Linked DNA regions of Mus musculus: region 2 is linked to region 1. Evidence: chromatin contacts called from public promoter capture Hi-C data. All regions are on one chromosome and are shown on one strand. The core of a region is the stretch at or near the end of the contact, and the rest is flanking DNA. Distances in the headings are between cores, read along the strand shown. Region 1 overlaps Ptpn12 (protein tyrosine phosphatase, non-receptor type 12). Region 2 holds the start of Ccdc146 (coiled-coil domain containing 146).

Region 1 (7,567 bases), core at 2,717-5,216:
GGGAAAAAATTTAAAGACGTGGAATACATAGCTTACAAGTTTGTAAATACATTCTTCTAATTACTGAATTTCTGCTTTTCTTTTTTTTAATATTTATTTATTATTTATATGTAAGTACACTGTAGGTGTCTTCAGACACACCGGTAGAGGGCATCAGATGTCATTATGGATGGTTGTAAGCTACCATGTGGTTGCTGGGATTTGAACTCAGGACCTTTGGAAGGACAGTCAGTGCTCTTAACTGCTGAGTCATCTCTCCAGCCCCTGAATTTCTGCTTTTCATGTAGGAATCCCGTCGGCTCTATCAGTTTCATTACGTGAACTGGCCAGACCATGATGTTCCTTCGTCATTTGATTCTATTCTGGACATGATAAGCTTAATGAGGAAATACCAAGAACATGAAGATGTGCCTATTTGTATTCATTGCAGGTACAAAATAATTTTCTAAATGTAGAGAAGTACAGTGTTTATGTTTTGTGAGATAAGGTTTTATTTCTACATTAATATGATGTTTTATTATATCTTGAGCTTTTCCTAGCCCTGTTATGGTGTGTTTGAGAATAAGACCCTGTGAATTGATATAATCTAATCTGGTTAATAGACTGTCTAAATGTTGCTGTAAAACATCATATTTCCTCATATGATCAGTGTCAGGCAAATTTTCATGAGTGATGAAGTCTCAGACTTTAAAAACTGTATATAGATATAAAGGCCTTACTGATCTGAGATCCCGTGGTCTGCAGAGAAGTGCTGGGTGTAGGGACACGCTTATAACCCCAAACCAAGGAGGCTGATGTGAGCTTTAGCCGCTCAGGGCTACCTCCCGATAATGTTGTCCCTTAGCAGAAAGAAGGGAAGGAAAGAGAGGGGACAGACAAAGCCTTACCTGACACATACTAAACATGAGAGTTTAAAAGAATTCATTGCTAGTTACACAGCATAGATGTCATTTGTAAGATATACCTGAATTTCATAGCTCTTACGATGTAGATTGTAAGGTGTTTTCCAAGTGACAAACATCCTGTGCTGGATTTTGTTCCCGAGGAGCAAGCTGCCATGTCTGTACCATTGTTGTCATACCCTGAAATTATAGTTTACAAACTTCTGAAATCTTAAGCAAACATGAAACGAGCATTCTTTTTTTTTTTTTTCACCTTTTAAGGAATTATGGTGGGTGATATTTATTGTTAAATATTCTAATCTCCCCACTTTTTTTTTTTTTTTTTTTGAGAATTGAAGGCTTATCACTGCATCTTATGTAGGCCAGGCTGGTATCAGACTTATTAAATAGCCAAGGCTATCTTCCTTGCCTCCACTCTTCTGCTTGGATTATAGATGTGTGCTATGATACCTGACATAGCATTTTTGTAGTAAGTTAAATATAAACTGTTGGTATACATTTACTGGACATCTTTATTAAATTGTGCTGTGTAGCATTGCCCAAAGTAATGACCTGCCCCTTAACAGGCTTAAGTTTAGCTATATCTCTGTTAAACTGCTCTGTAAAATGTTTTCACTCTTTCCAGGTAATACTAAGTTCCAATTAGTCTTTGCAAATTTAGTCATGTTGAGACATAAGAAGTCATGTAAACACAGCCTTCAAATTCTGCCATTCTTGAAGGGGTAACTAATTTTGTGTTCCGAGTGCAGGTTAGAGGTTGTGTTAAATAAGAGCAGGTGTTTTTAACTGAGCTCATTGACCTGTTTTTATTGTCTGATTATTTTTCCTACTTATAAGCCATGAAATATTTTAAATGAAAAGCAAAGAAACATTCCAGTTGGAAGGAAGATAGCCTTAATTTTTTTTCATATCTGGGAAATTAAGAATGTGTGCCTAAACATTTATAGGATTTTTATGTCCTTAAATATTGTGACTTCTTTGTTCCCTGTCTCATCTGACAGACTTTCTACTCCAGTAAACTCCGTATTATTTATGATAGAACTAACGAGCTCTGAAACACTTTTCAGAAAGGTTTGTTAATGTTCTGTGGCTTCTTTGAATGACCACTACTCTTTTTTTAAAAGGCGGGGTCTTAATAGCCAAGGTGAGCCTTGAACTTTTACCTCCCCATTCCTAGGATACCAAAGAAGGAAGAAACACCTTACCTAACTTAGTTTTAATGTAAAATTATTCAAAGGCTCCCTAAAGTGGCTCATGCCTATAATCTCACTGCATAGCGACTGTCGGAGCCCAGCCTGGGCCGCAGAGTGAGACTATGTCTCACAAAGACGAAGAGAATTAACAACAATACAATCCTAAAGGAGCAAACCAACAAAAACCCAAAAACCAGGGAGACAGCAAAGGAAACAACTAAGCTAGGTTTTAAACACAGGAAAAATAGCTGCTACTTGAATTGTATGTTTTTTCTATTGCTGTCATAAAATATCATGACCCAAAATAAATTTAAATAAGAAAGGGTTGACTTAGCTTACAGTTTCAGAGGATGAGTGTGCATAATGTTGGGGAATAGCCTCAGCATCAGAAAGTAAGGCAAGGCTAAACCCTGCAAGCCTACCAATATTTGTCCTCCAACAAGGCCCCATTTCCTAAAGGTCTCATGTTACACCAACCTCCTAAAGGGGACCAACTGGGGACCAAGTGTTCAAATGTGTGAGTCTGGAAGACATTACTCATCTAAACCACCTCATCCATGCTTAAGGTCTACATTTATAGTGTATAGAAAAATGTTAGGGAGAATACAACTTTTAAAAGAATAAATGTTGAATCAATCATAAAAATAGAAGGTTCACAGTAGTTTACAGTATAATCATGGTTATATTGTACAGTAATGTATAAGATATTTCAAAACCTAATTTTAGAATTTCACTAGATAAATATGTATGTTTCCAAGTAGTATAAAATTTACTTGATTCCTTAGGCAGTTTTTCTATTTTCTATCTTGATATTTCAAAAGACCTTAGAATCAGAGTTTCTCAAAAATCACACTAAATTTGTCCTGCTAAACTATTTGTATCTGTAATTGAATTTTACTATAAGAAATAAATAAAGAAAACACAGCACGGTAGTTATGCCTGTAATCCCAGCATTCTGGAAACTGAAGCAGGAACATTATGAGTAGGACACCAACATGAGTTCAATTCCCAGCAACCACATGGTGGCTCACAACCACCTGTATTGAGATCTGATGCTCTCTTCTGGTGTACTCATATAAATAAAAATAAATCTTTAAAAAAAAAAGAGAGATTATTGGTTAATTACTTTTTTAAAAGGTTGATTTATTTCAATTTTGACTTTTCTTACCTAACTGGTGTCTTTTGATTAGTAAAGAGAGCTGCCTCCAGGAGAATTGGTTTGCTGGTAGATATACAGAAACCATCTAACAAATTACTAGATTAAAACAATCTTTTCATAGTTAATTAATGGTGGTCAAAAAAGAAAGCTTTTGTTCTGATATTGAAAGATAAAGAAATGGTTTAACTTGATTTTTTTTAACAACTTGTTTGAAATTATTTCCTGTTCCATCCTGTTATTCAGCCAATAACTATAATTCATAAGTCTATTTCAGTAGGGTTTTTCTAGTTTTAAAAATTATTTACAGGGTGGTGATGGTGGTGCACACCTTTAACCCCAACACTTGGGAGGCAGAGGAGGATGGATCTCTGAGTTTTGAGGCTAGCCTAGATAGACTACAGAAAGAGTTCCAGGACAGCCAGGGCTTGCTACACAGAGAAACCATGTATGGGGGAAAAATGATGATTTAATGCTGTTAGAAGACAGTGTGTTAACTGAAGTAACTTAAAAGCACATCTACAAAAGGAAAGAAAACGTACCCATTTAATATAAAGTGTGTTTGTTGGGATCTTAAAACCTATCCCCAGCTGGCTGGGACCTCAAGTACTCATGCCTCAGTCTCTGAAGTGCTCGTCACCATAGGCAGGCCTCCCACACCCAGCTCTAGAGCGAGCATACTTCACAAGAATGCTTCCTTCCATTTAATTAAAGTCGTTGTAAAAACAGTGTAGCTTCAGCGTGTTCTGCTGGAGCCCAGCCCGGGTTTGTCAGCTGCCTTTGTGTATGGACTTGGGTCACTAAGGTCACTGCTGCTTCTCTGAACTGATCCTACACTTGAGGCTTTCTCTCCCATACCTACTACAATTTACTGGGTCTTCTTGACCAAAACAGTAAAGCCATTGTGAGCATTCTATTATGCTTATAACTATTGAGAATAATTTTATCTCTACAGGGGGTTACTGGCGAGAATTAGACTTATGGGGGTAAGGGTTTACAGGTTCTTTGTGAGGCACTTACTTTTATAAATTGCTGAATTACATTTTTAAATATCAAATATTAATGTTAAGGATGGTACTGTACTCTAATTTGTATTTGATTTACTATGTAGAATTGTATCAAATTTCTTATTGGGGTATAATTAGCATACCTTTTATTTAAAGAAAAAAACAACAAATTTTTTTTCTCAAACTTTGTTCCCTTAGTGCAGGCTGTGGACGAACAGGTGCTATTTGTGCCATAGATTACACGTGGAACTTACTGAAAGCAGGGGTAAGAATGCCTTTTATATAGTATCATATTCAGTTTATTGTTATGTTAAATTTATAGTGTAGGTTTTTTGGTTTTTGGTTTGTTTTGGTTTTTTAGATATACTATATTTCTAGAATTAGTCTTACCATATAAAGAGCAATGTGGGTAAGTGTAAATGTTACAGCTGCCTTGAAACTATGAACTGCAAACCAGGGTGGGGTTTGTTTTCCACTGAGTGAATTCTTTCATGTGTAGTGTTTAAGAGTGCTGACCCCAGGGCCAAAGTGCCTAGAATCAATTCTGGGCTTGTAGTTCACTACCCATGGCATTTTAGTTGTGACAGTTGCTGTCAGCATTGTAGTTTCTACCTGTTATTTCCATTAAATTGTGTTTGAAACTGTGGAAGACACAAGGATCAGAGTCCCTTCTCTGAATGTGTATGTGTATGTTTCTTGTATATGTTTCTTTTGCTAGTTCTATACTATGTTCATTTTCTCTGTGTTATAGGCAAACTTTATCTTTCATAGCTTGAAATTTGCTATGAATATGTCAGTCAGCATTTTGTTAAAAAAAAAATAGGTTCAATGCTTAGTTTTCCTTTTACATCATCTTTTTCCCCCTACCATTGCTGTCCATCTGTCCAAGTCTCCTCTCCCTCCCCACCCCCCCAAGGCAAGAGCAAGTTTTAAATAATTCTTAAATAATCTCTCTGGGATAAAACTTCATTTTTATATTCCCCTAAGACTAATCTTTTTCTAATATGAAACGTTTTTCAATGAAAAAAATTGACTAGACTGCGCTCTTCCCAGTTGTTTATGTTTGGTTGGTTGGTTGGGGTTCTTTGCGGGGAAGGGGGATGAAACACAGGGTCTCACTATTTGGTTCTGGCTTCAGAGACAGACAGACAGACAGAGGCAGAGAGACCAGGCTGACCTTGAACTCAGAGATCCTCCTGCTTCTGCCTCCCAAGTTTTTGGATTAAAGGAATGTGACACTGTGCCTGTATCTCATTTGTAACATAAAAGTAAGAAATTACAGGACTAGATTGATGACCTAGCAGTAAAGAGCACTTCCTGCTCTTGCCTGGGACCAGAGGTCAGTTCCAGCACCCACACCATGACACATCCTGAAACATAACTTTCAGGATAGCCAAGGCCTTCTGACCTCTGCAGGCAAGCATCTGGTGCACATACATACTTATATATGTAGATAAAACACATAGAAATATATATGTACTTGGGAGAGGATAGTGCTTAGACAGGGCTTCACTGTAGCTTTGACTGTTGTAAAATTCTGTAGACCAGGCTGGCTTCGAACTCACAGATTCACCTGGCTCTGCCTCCCACGTGCTGGGATTAAAGGCGTGCCGCACCACCTCACAGCATAAATGAATATTTTTAAACTCCAAAACTAAAACTGGAAAAGGAAGAGATAGAAAAGGGAGAGATATTAAAATACTAGCAAACAAAATTTGGGAAAAAGTTTCAGAATATTTTAAGTATTTGTTTGAAACATCACTAAAGTTGTTTATTATAGTCCCCACTTGATTGAATTTATCTTAACATAACTATAAACCTAGAGCTTAGCTGGAACTGGATATAAAAATGCTTTTTAGCCGGGCGTGGTGGCGCATGCCTTTAATCCCAGCATTCAGGAGGCAGAGGCAGGTGGATTTCTGAGTTTGAGGCCAGCCTTTTCTACAGAGTGAGTTCCAGGACAGCCAGAGCTATACAGAGAAACCCTGCCTCGAAAAACCAAAAAATAAAAAAATAAATTAAAAAAAATGCTTTTAATGTCTCTCGAGACTACAGCTTAAAATCATTCTTTGCTTGTCAGTCTTCCTCATGGCTCCAGAATGTTTCTCTCAGACAACCAAATCCTACTCACTTCTTCCTGGTTCAGACTGCCGTCTTTCCTGGAGTAGAGTTGGGAGGTACAGACATACCTCAGTGTGGACTGGATACGCTGTGCGTGTGTCTTTACAGAGACGAGCCTGCGGGTCTGCCTTAGCTCTTTCACTTGTGTCGTGCATGGCCGTGGCCAAGGACACAGAGGCCTAGAAAGTAAAGTCAAATTCTTTATCTTAGGCTTTATCCATATTCAACGTCTTAGTTCTCCGAGTAATCAGTTTCCCATGATTTTGTCAGAATAACCTTTTATTCACACTTATGTGTTCATGTGCGTGTCAGTATGGTGTGTGTATGTGTTCATCTGTGCACTGGTATATGCACCAGCAAGTGGTGGTCAGAGGTTGACTTTCTGGCTCTTTTACACCATAGTTTCTGTGTTAATGTCTCTTGGTAAACTAGCACTGGGGTTTCAGGCCCCAGCGCCACACCAGCATTTATGTCAGTTCTGTGGAACTGCAGCCAGGTCCTCATACTTATTTACATGAGCACTTCCCTGACTTGAGCCGTCTTTCTCACCCCTTCAGAACTGTGTAATTTTTCCCCCACCTATCAGTTTTTTGTGGTCTCTGTGTTTCCTGCATGGGCTAGTCACATTCTGCTGCGTGATTCTGAGGACCGGATACGTGCATCTGCAGCACTGTCTGTCTTTGTCTGATAGCTAGAGCGCAGTAAATACTTGCAGTTATCCAGCCTGTATCTAAGGTCTGTGTGAAAACTTGGAGGGTATTTTACTATTTTCTGATAATGTTATATTCTTTGTTTTAGAAAATTCCAGAGGAATTTAATGTATTTAATTTAATACAAGAAATGAGAACACAGAGGCACTCGGCAGTACAAACAAAGGTAGAGTTGGTTTTTCTCTTTGTAAGTTATATTTTTGTAAGTGTTTCTCCTTGGATGCTCCTCACTGTCTCGTACTTTATCATTTCTCTTTATAATAGGAGCAGTATGAACTTGTTCATAGGGCTATTGCTCAACTGTTTGAAAAACAGCTACAACTGTATGAAATTCATGGAGCACAGAAGATCGCTGATGGTGTAAGTGTTCTTGGCTCACTAGCCTTGGCAGACTTGCGATCTTGTGCTGTAGGTGGGTGAGGTGGTCTGAAAAAGGAGTTTCGGTTTGGGGTTTTTGGGGAGGTGGAGCTGGGGGTTC
Region 2 (7,567 bases), core at 2,772-5,271, 420 kb before region 1:
TGCTCCACTATGTTCATAGCAGCCTTATAATCACCAAAAAGCTGGAAAGAACCCAAGTGTCCCTCAACAGAGGAATGGATATAGAAAATGTGGTACATTTACACAACAGAGTACTACTCAGCTATTAAAAACAATGAATTCATGAAATTCTTAGGCAAATGGATGGATCTGGAGGACATCATCCTGAGTGAGGTAACCCAATCACAAAAGAACACACATGACATGCACTCACTGATAAGCGGATATTAGCCCAGAAAGTTAGAATATCCAAGATACAATTTGCAAAACACATGAAACTCAAGAAGAAGGAAGATCAAAGATACTTCGCTCCTTCTTAGAATGGGGAACAAAATACCCATGGGAGGAGTTACAGAGACAAAGTTTGGAGCTGAGACAGAAAGAAGGACCATCCAGAGACCGCCCCACCCTGGGGATCCATCCCATATACAACCACCAAACCCAGACACTATTGCATATGCCAGCAAGATTTTGCTGACAGGAGCCTGATATAGCTCTTTTTTGTGAGGCTATGCCAGTGCCTGGCAAATACAGAAGTGGATGCTCACAGTCATCTATGGGATGGAGCACAGGGCCCCTAATGAAGGAGCTAGAGAAAGTACCCAAGGAGCTAAATGGGGTCTGCAACCCTATAGGAGGAACAACAATATGAACTAACCAGTACCCCCCAGAGCTGTGTCTCTAGTTGCATATGTAGCAGAGGATGGCCTAGTTGGCCATCAATGGGTGGAGAGGCCCTTGGTCTTGCAAAGATCATATGCCCCAGTACAGGGGAATGCCAGGGCCAGGAAGCGGGAGTGGGTGGGTTGAGGAGCAGGGCAGGGGGGGAGGTTATAGGGGGCTTTGGGGATAGCATTTGAAATTTAAATGAAGAAAATATCTAATAAAAAAAAAGAAGAAAAAACAAAACAAAAAAACCCCGAGTGATAAGGAGAATTAAAGCCACAATATTGTGGATAAATAAGAGTGTATTTAAAGAAAATTTGGAAAATAGGGATTGACCAGGTGGCCTTCTCAGCTGTAATTTAAAGTGTCACTTTAGATATCTCCTTATAAAAACAAAATAATTGCTGGGCACTACAGTGCACGCCTTTTATCTCAACATTTAGGAGGCAGAGGCAGATGGATCTCTGAGTATAAAGTCAGCTTAGTCTACACTGAGTTCCAGGATAGCTAGAGCTCTGTAAAGGGATTCTGTCTCCAAAAAAAAAAAAAAAAAAAAAAAAAACCAGCAATAACAAAATATTAAAGAGTGACTACGACTATGCAATTGCATTAATATTAAATTTCCCTTAAGCTGGAGTACAGAAACAAAAACTACTGTCATGTGACCTTGGTTGATCAAACACTGACCAAAGTCATTTGGTGAAGGAAAGGGTTTATCTCCTAACTTACGGTCCATCACGCAGTGAAGTCAGGACAAACTCAGGGCAGAAACTGAAGAGGAGATCACAGAGAAATACCGCCTTGCTCTCCAGGAGTCTCTCAGCTTGCTTTTTTTTTTTTAATATAACCCAGGGTCAACCCGTGTGGTTGGGCCCTCCCATATCAACCATTAGTCAAGAAATGCTTCTTGATTAATGCAGACTTGCCTACAGGCCAATCTGACAAAGGCATTTTCTCAATTGAGGCTCCTCTCCCAGGTGATTCTAGGTGTGTCGCGCTCACTACAAACTAACCAGCACAATTATGTTCCCCAAAGCGCGTTGTTGGGACCCACTGCCACAACTTTAATCATTACAGTATAAGTGCCCTCCACTGCTTGGCACTGGGTTAAATCAGCAACATGCACTGAGAGGAACTGAGAGTGCATGAAAGCCATGCACTGACACAAGCAGAACTGCCTGCCCACCTGAGCCTTGTCATATGGCAGGAAACAAGGCAGAGCTGACAACTATACAGGTAAGCGAAGGGATGCTAAACACACTCTGTTGCTGGGAAGGAGGGCGGGGAATTAAGGTTAACACAGGAGTAGTAATGGGACATCCACTGGGACACTCTATCACAAGCTGGAGGAACAACTATCAATAAAATCAGCGATGTAGATTTGAGGGGCCTATGGAATCGAGGCAGTACCCTGAAAATAAGCCCCTGGCTTTAAAAAGAAGCAGTGAGGTAATTTGGGATCGCTGGGAGAGGTAATACCCATCTCAGAGAGGCTGTTTTAAGTTTTGCCTCTCTCTCCTTTGACTCCCATTTTATTCTGCACTGTGGTAAAGCCCCACCGGCACTTCAGAGTATTAAAATTTGGAGGCACTGTCTCTTATTCATTTAGGCTAGTTAGAAGTTGAGAAGCAACGAAGCCTAACAGCTCACATCCTAGCCCTGCCTACTTGTATTTAAGGTGGAAAGACACCTAAGGAAGCAAATTTCATAATGTCACCACGCACGGGGCCTTTGTTTGTTCAGTCACAGTATGTATCTTATACTTCCTTTACTTCAATGTCCTCATCTGAAACGGTGACAAAAGCATCCACCCTACCGAGCAACTGTGAGGGTTAATATAAAATAATTTTAGAAGAGGTAAACGGTGCTATTGCTATCATCAGCAACACCATCCTTCAGTTCCAGGAAGAATGAGAGCCCCAGAACCCTTTCTAGAAAAGTATGTGTGCTCAGCGGTTTGCATCTGGGAAATAAAATAACGGGACTCAGATGCCTAAGAAATACGTTTTGCAGGTACTATTATGAATTTCCCCAGACAGTCTTAACTATGTGTCTTGCTTCAAAGTTTGTATTCGCAGAGAATTTACTTATGCCTAAATGAATAGACATCTACCAACCTGGGTACCTGTTGGAAAGCAAGGTTTTTTGTTCGTTTGTTTTTGTTTTTGTTTTTCTAGATTAGCTGGAAGCATCTATACATAGAGCTGACGAGGGACCAGAGCCCCGAGATGTGGGCTACCAAACCACTGGATAGTTATCAAGAAACCTCAACCCTGAACGATGCTAATGACTGTGATGCTAATGGCTCCACAATGTAATTAGACTCAGATTATTCCAATACAAGCTTCCACTCGGCTTTAATTTTCCTCCTTAATTGGAAACCCAACGCTTAAACACTATTAGTTTTGTGACCCAAACCCTTTTTCACTTCACTTGCCAAATTTGACGGGCGCGTTCACCTCCACCGACGCCTGGGGGTCGATGTCGTCCGACAGAATGGCCATCTCCTGCCGATCAGCATCATACTTGACCTGCAGGCTGTCCAGGCCGCGCGCCACGTGCTCCACGCCGCACACCGCCACCTGCACGCGGTCGCCATCCGGGTGCGCAAGGGGATCCAGGGGCCTCACGGCCAGGTGGCAAGGGAGCCGCGCCCTCAGTCGCCCAAACGGGCTCACCTGCAGCGTCCACTCCCTCAGAGCCCCACGCGCCAGGCCGGCCCCAGAGTCATCGGGCGCTGATCCCTGCCGCTGCGCCCCACTGGAGCCGCAAGTCCGAGCCCCGAGAGCTCCGACCAAGGCGCCCGCCCGCACTCGGGACGCGCAAGGAGGGAGGCGGCCGAACATGCTCTCCCTTGGAACGCTTCAGCCTTGGCTCGCTGGTCCCGGGACCACAAGAACCACGAGCTGCCTCGGGTCAGTCACGAAGGGGACAGCATGCACGGCTCCGCCAAGGAAGAACGAGCCAGGCCCCCAGCACAGTACTTAACGCCTTAAATCCCGGTAGGAAAGTTAAAACTTCAAAGAGCCTAGTTGAAACCCTGACCTGGACAAGTCACCTATTTCCGCCCCTTTGGCGGAGGCCATCGGGATATGTAGTTTTAAAGGAGCCAAACATCAAGGTGTTCTGGTAACTGTGAAACTACATATCCCAGGAGACAGTGCGCTGAATACACAGACTGACAGCCGATTGGTAGAGGAGCCCCCGCTCCCCCCTCGTTGCTTTCCCGTTGCTTCAAGCCCATTGGCCAAGAGAGCAGAGAAAGAAAAAAAGTTAATGTAACTGACCAATAGGAAGAGTAGAAGGGACGGGATAAACTCAGCTGTGGTTACTTTGGATACCAAGGACGCGACTCTTAGGAGAGGGTGAAGTTTTGAAGTGAGACCCCAGGGACCAAAACACACGGAGAAAAATAAGAGTTTAAACAAGGATCAGGACCAAAAGAAAGGGTAAGAAACAGCATGTTTATAGATGGGAATCAGATTCAAAGTTAGGAATACTTTCTTTAGGTAGTTAGAACCAAAGGTCACCAAACTAATGTGGATTCCCTGGGAATAGAGAATCCCCCTCACAAGAGACCTTAGCATGAGAGGACAGACACGTTCTGTTGCTTTCTCCCTTCTCTGTCCTTTAAGGGAACTCCCACTTAGGTAAAAAATACTAGATAGAAAAAGTGTTAGAAGCCAGGTATGGTGGCGCACGCCTTTAGTCCCAGCACTCAGGAGACAGAGGCAGGTGGATTTCTGAGTTCGAGGCCAGCCTGGTCTACAGAGTGAGTTCCAGGACAGCCTGGGCTATACAGAGAAACCCTGTCTCGAAAAAGAAAAAAGAAAAAAAAGGAAAAGAAAAAGTGTTAGAATTCTGGCTCTTTCTTAACTGTAAGTAGTAATCTTAGGCCAGTCATTGGATGCCTTTGGGTTTTACTATTTGCTTATAAAATGATGACACTATCTTCCTTGTCTTGTGTAGAAGTTTTTTTTTTCGTTTTTACCACATTTATCAAATGAAACAATGGACAACAAAGCAGTGCACAGTATACAAAACAAAGTATTTTAGGAATGGCATATGTCTACGTTGCTAAGAGATTTGGAGACATTTGAACTTGGTTAGAGGACAGTCTTGATCTCTTTCCCTGCAACTGGTCCTTGGCCTTAATGGTAAAATAAAATCTCTCTCTCTCTCTCTCTCTCTCTCTCTCTCTCTCTCTCTCTCTCTGGATCATAAGACTTGTTAGGGGATGTCAGAATTTTTTCCTGGTCCTGTTGTATTATCTATGGCACAAGAAATGTTTCTTCAGTTTTGATATAAGACAGACTGTGCTAAATAACTCTATAAGTTAACTCTTTTTTTTATTATTCAGTAGGCAGTAAAGATAATGGGAAATGGGGGGTGTGGACATTATTTCAGCCATATTTGCCTATTCTTCTCCCCATTCTACAAATAATTCCCTAAATTCCTTACATACAGATTTAACTAATTGCAAGTCCAGTGTGATGGTGTTCACTTGTAAGTTTTCAGAGTTTGGGAAGCTGAAGCAGAAAGATCTCAAATCTGAGGCCCACCTGGACTATATACGGAGAACGTTGTGACAAATAAAATACACAATAAGTAAATAAAATGATACCTTTAAAGATCAAAACTCTCAGCCAAATATGGGACCCCAATTCTTTGAACCTGAAGTGACAGATGGATAGATAGACTAGGCTAAAGTCCTCCCCAGCGTCCATGTTGTTCTCTTAGTGAAGACTATGGTAGTGGTGGTGGCAGTGACAGCCCTGCCCTGCTGTCAGCCATCTGAGAAGAAGGCCCCTATCCTTGAGGACCTCCACCAAGGTGAAACCTGTCCTTGACTTTGCTGGAAAAAAAATGTTGGGAGAAGCTAATGTGAAAGAGGGTTGATTTAAAATAGATTTTAAACAAGGGTTTAAGAGCACAGGGGTTGCTAGAGGTGACTGATCACACAGGGAGAGAAAGAGACACACCCAAGAGCACAGGTGTAAGCTCCCTTGAGCTTGCCCTAAGTGACTTAGCAGAAGTGCTCCAGAGTCACTCTTTTGCTGACTCTCATGTTATGCCTCAAAGGATTTCTCTAAGAAACTTCTTTAAAACCTTTCTCTTCTTCTTCTTTTTCAATAAGTGAGATTATAGGATTACTCTAGAGATGTCTTGGATTGGGTTACAGTCCTAAAATAAAACTGTGTGTCACAAGAATTGTAAAAGGGAATTAAAACATGTCCTTTACTAGAAGTAGGGTTTTGGGTAAGATTTCTAGAAAACTGTTGGTTTATAGCTGAGAAAGAAGAAAGAACACATATATTTAGGCCTTACATGTGATCCATTGCTCCTTCAACAATGTAACTTGAAAGTATCACTATGTAAGAGACTGGTGATCCTCATCGATAATGTTGACAGCTGTGTTAGAACTCTTCATCTTCAGCTGGTGAGACACACTGGTCAGGCTCTGGAATGAGGGCTCCTTTTATTCCCAGTTCTCCATCATGTTCCCGTGTTTCTCTCCTGCCTCAGTAGGCTATAAGATAGACTTTATGATAAGCAAGTGCTCACTCAGTGAGTAGCGCCATTGGCTTTGTGTCCCATGTGGACGTACGTACTCAGACGAGCCTTCAAGTTATCTTTTTTAAATGAAAACCCAAGAGTCATACTTTGACATTTGAAAGAGGCACAAGCAAGTTGAAACTGCGCTCTGATTTGCTGTGGACGTGCTGCATATATTTGGGCCGAATATGCATCCTTAATAAATCATCCTGTTCCTATAGTCACTTTTCCTTTTCTGAGGAAAAATAACTTAATAGAACTGACAACTGAGCCATCATGATATCTGTGACACGGTCATTATTTCATTACTTTCAAGCAAAGGAACTAAAACGTACTGAAAGACTACCTTCCTGCTTTTATGAGGGTGGAACCCGAGAATCTGGTAGAGATTAAGAGTGACGTAAGATATTAGTTACCAATGCCTAACAAGCTAGTCAGTATCAAACTTGTCTACCTGTAAAAGTGAGTGATATAGTTTTCAAAGTATGTTCCCGTGTACCATCTCACGGTTTTCTCACAAAAAGCTATTAAGAAGGATAGTTATTCTTCTCCCTGCATGACAGCTGAAGAAACAAGATTCAGAAAAACAAGATGAAGCCATTATGACCCCCAAAACTGTGGTTCTGGGGGGATGAGAGCATTAAATTACAAATGTACAAGATTTTTTTGTTTTGTAGGACTACTTATTAATAAATTATTTCTCTGCTGGTGAGATGAGCCAATTCAACCCAGATTAGATTATATTAAATTCCGGTTTATTGCTCTTGGGTGGGCAAGTTCATTGACCCCAAGGAAGGGGGAGAGAGGGAAAGAAAGAGCACACACACACACACACACCACACACACACACACACACACACACACACACAAACACACACACACACACACACACACACACACACAGAGAGAGAGAGAGAGAGAGAGAGAGAGAGAGAGAGGAAAATGTCTGGATTATATAGGGAAGAGCCCCTGGGGGAAGGGCAGCCCAGCCCCTGGGCTGCAAACTTCAGGGGTGGAGGCAGGATATGCCAGGAAGGGACTGAGGGATGTTGGGAGAACCTGGAGGCCACATCTGCTTTGATATGTTAAAATATGCACCTCACTCCCTTGTCTTGGAGTCTGAAGCCAAACACTTAAAAGAGTTTGAAATAATTTAAAAATCTAAGTGCCCCTAAATGAGAGAGTAATGCTTAAATAAATTTTATATTTGTAATATTATAAAGAAATCTAAAAATAATATCCTGAAATAATCCATAATATAATATTGGGTAATAGAGTACTTAGTAACCTTTGTGTATTAGTTCAATCTCAATTCTGTAACGGCAAT

Evidence for each region. Promoter capture Hi-C pulls out the DNA fragments that hold promoters and counts their contacts.
Region 2: a promoter capture Hi-C map of the 3T3-L1 cell line shows a contact between it and region 1, with 5 times the contacts expected there. The contact joins the promoter of Ccdc146 here to the enhancer-like site in region 1. A contact is called at or near these places in 11 of 39 promoter capture datasets (the 3T3-L1 cell line, 3T3-L1-derived adipocytes, the C10 cell line and 5 more), 4 of 484 Hi-C or Micro-C datasets (CD8 T cells, adipose-derived mesenchymal stem cells, embryonic fibroblasts and 1 more), 2 of 115 datasets of contacts at active chromatin or transcription factors (acute myeloid leukemia and memory CD8 T cells) and 1 of 9 other capture datasets (adipose tissue).

What each region holds. Positions count from the first base shown.
Region 1 is chr5:21,002,305-21,009,871 of GRCm38.p6, reverse strand. Ptpn12 (protein tyrosine phosphatase, non-receptor type 12) reads left to right here. Exons shown (of 18, transcript NM_011203.3): 8 at 288-430; 9 at 4,457-4,523; 10 at 7,178-7,255; 11 at 7,354-7,449. Among named protein-coding and RNA genes, the nearest start is that of Ptpn12, 50 kb to the left of the region's middle. Within about 2 kb of position 3,966, at least 11 of the 459 cell types and tissues checked have an H3K27ac peak or open chromatin away from gene starts, as enhancers often do.
Region 2 is chr5:21,421,131-21,428,697 of GRCm38.p6, reverse strand. Ccdc146 (coiled-coil domain containing 146) reads left to right here and starts at 4,021. Exons shown (of 19, transcript NM_029195.1): 1 at 4,021-4,133. It overlaps Fam185a (family with sequence similarity 185, member A), which reads right to left and starts at 3,795. Exons shown (of 8, transcript NM_177869.4): 1 at 3,122-3,795. The coding sequence starts at 3,530.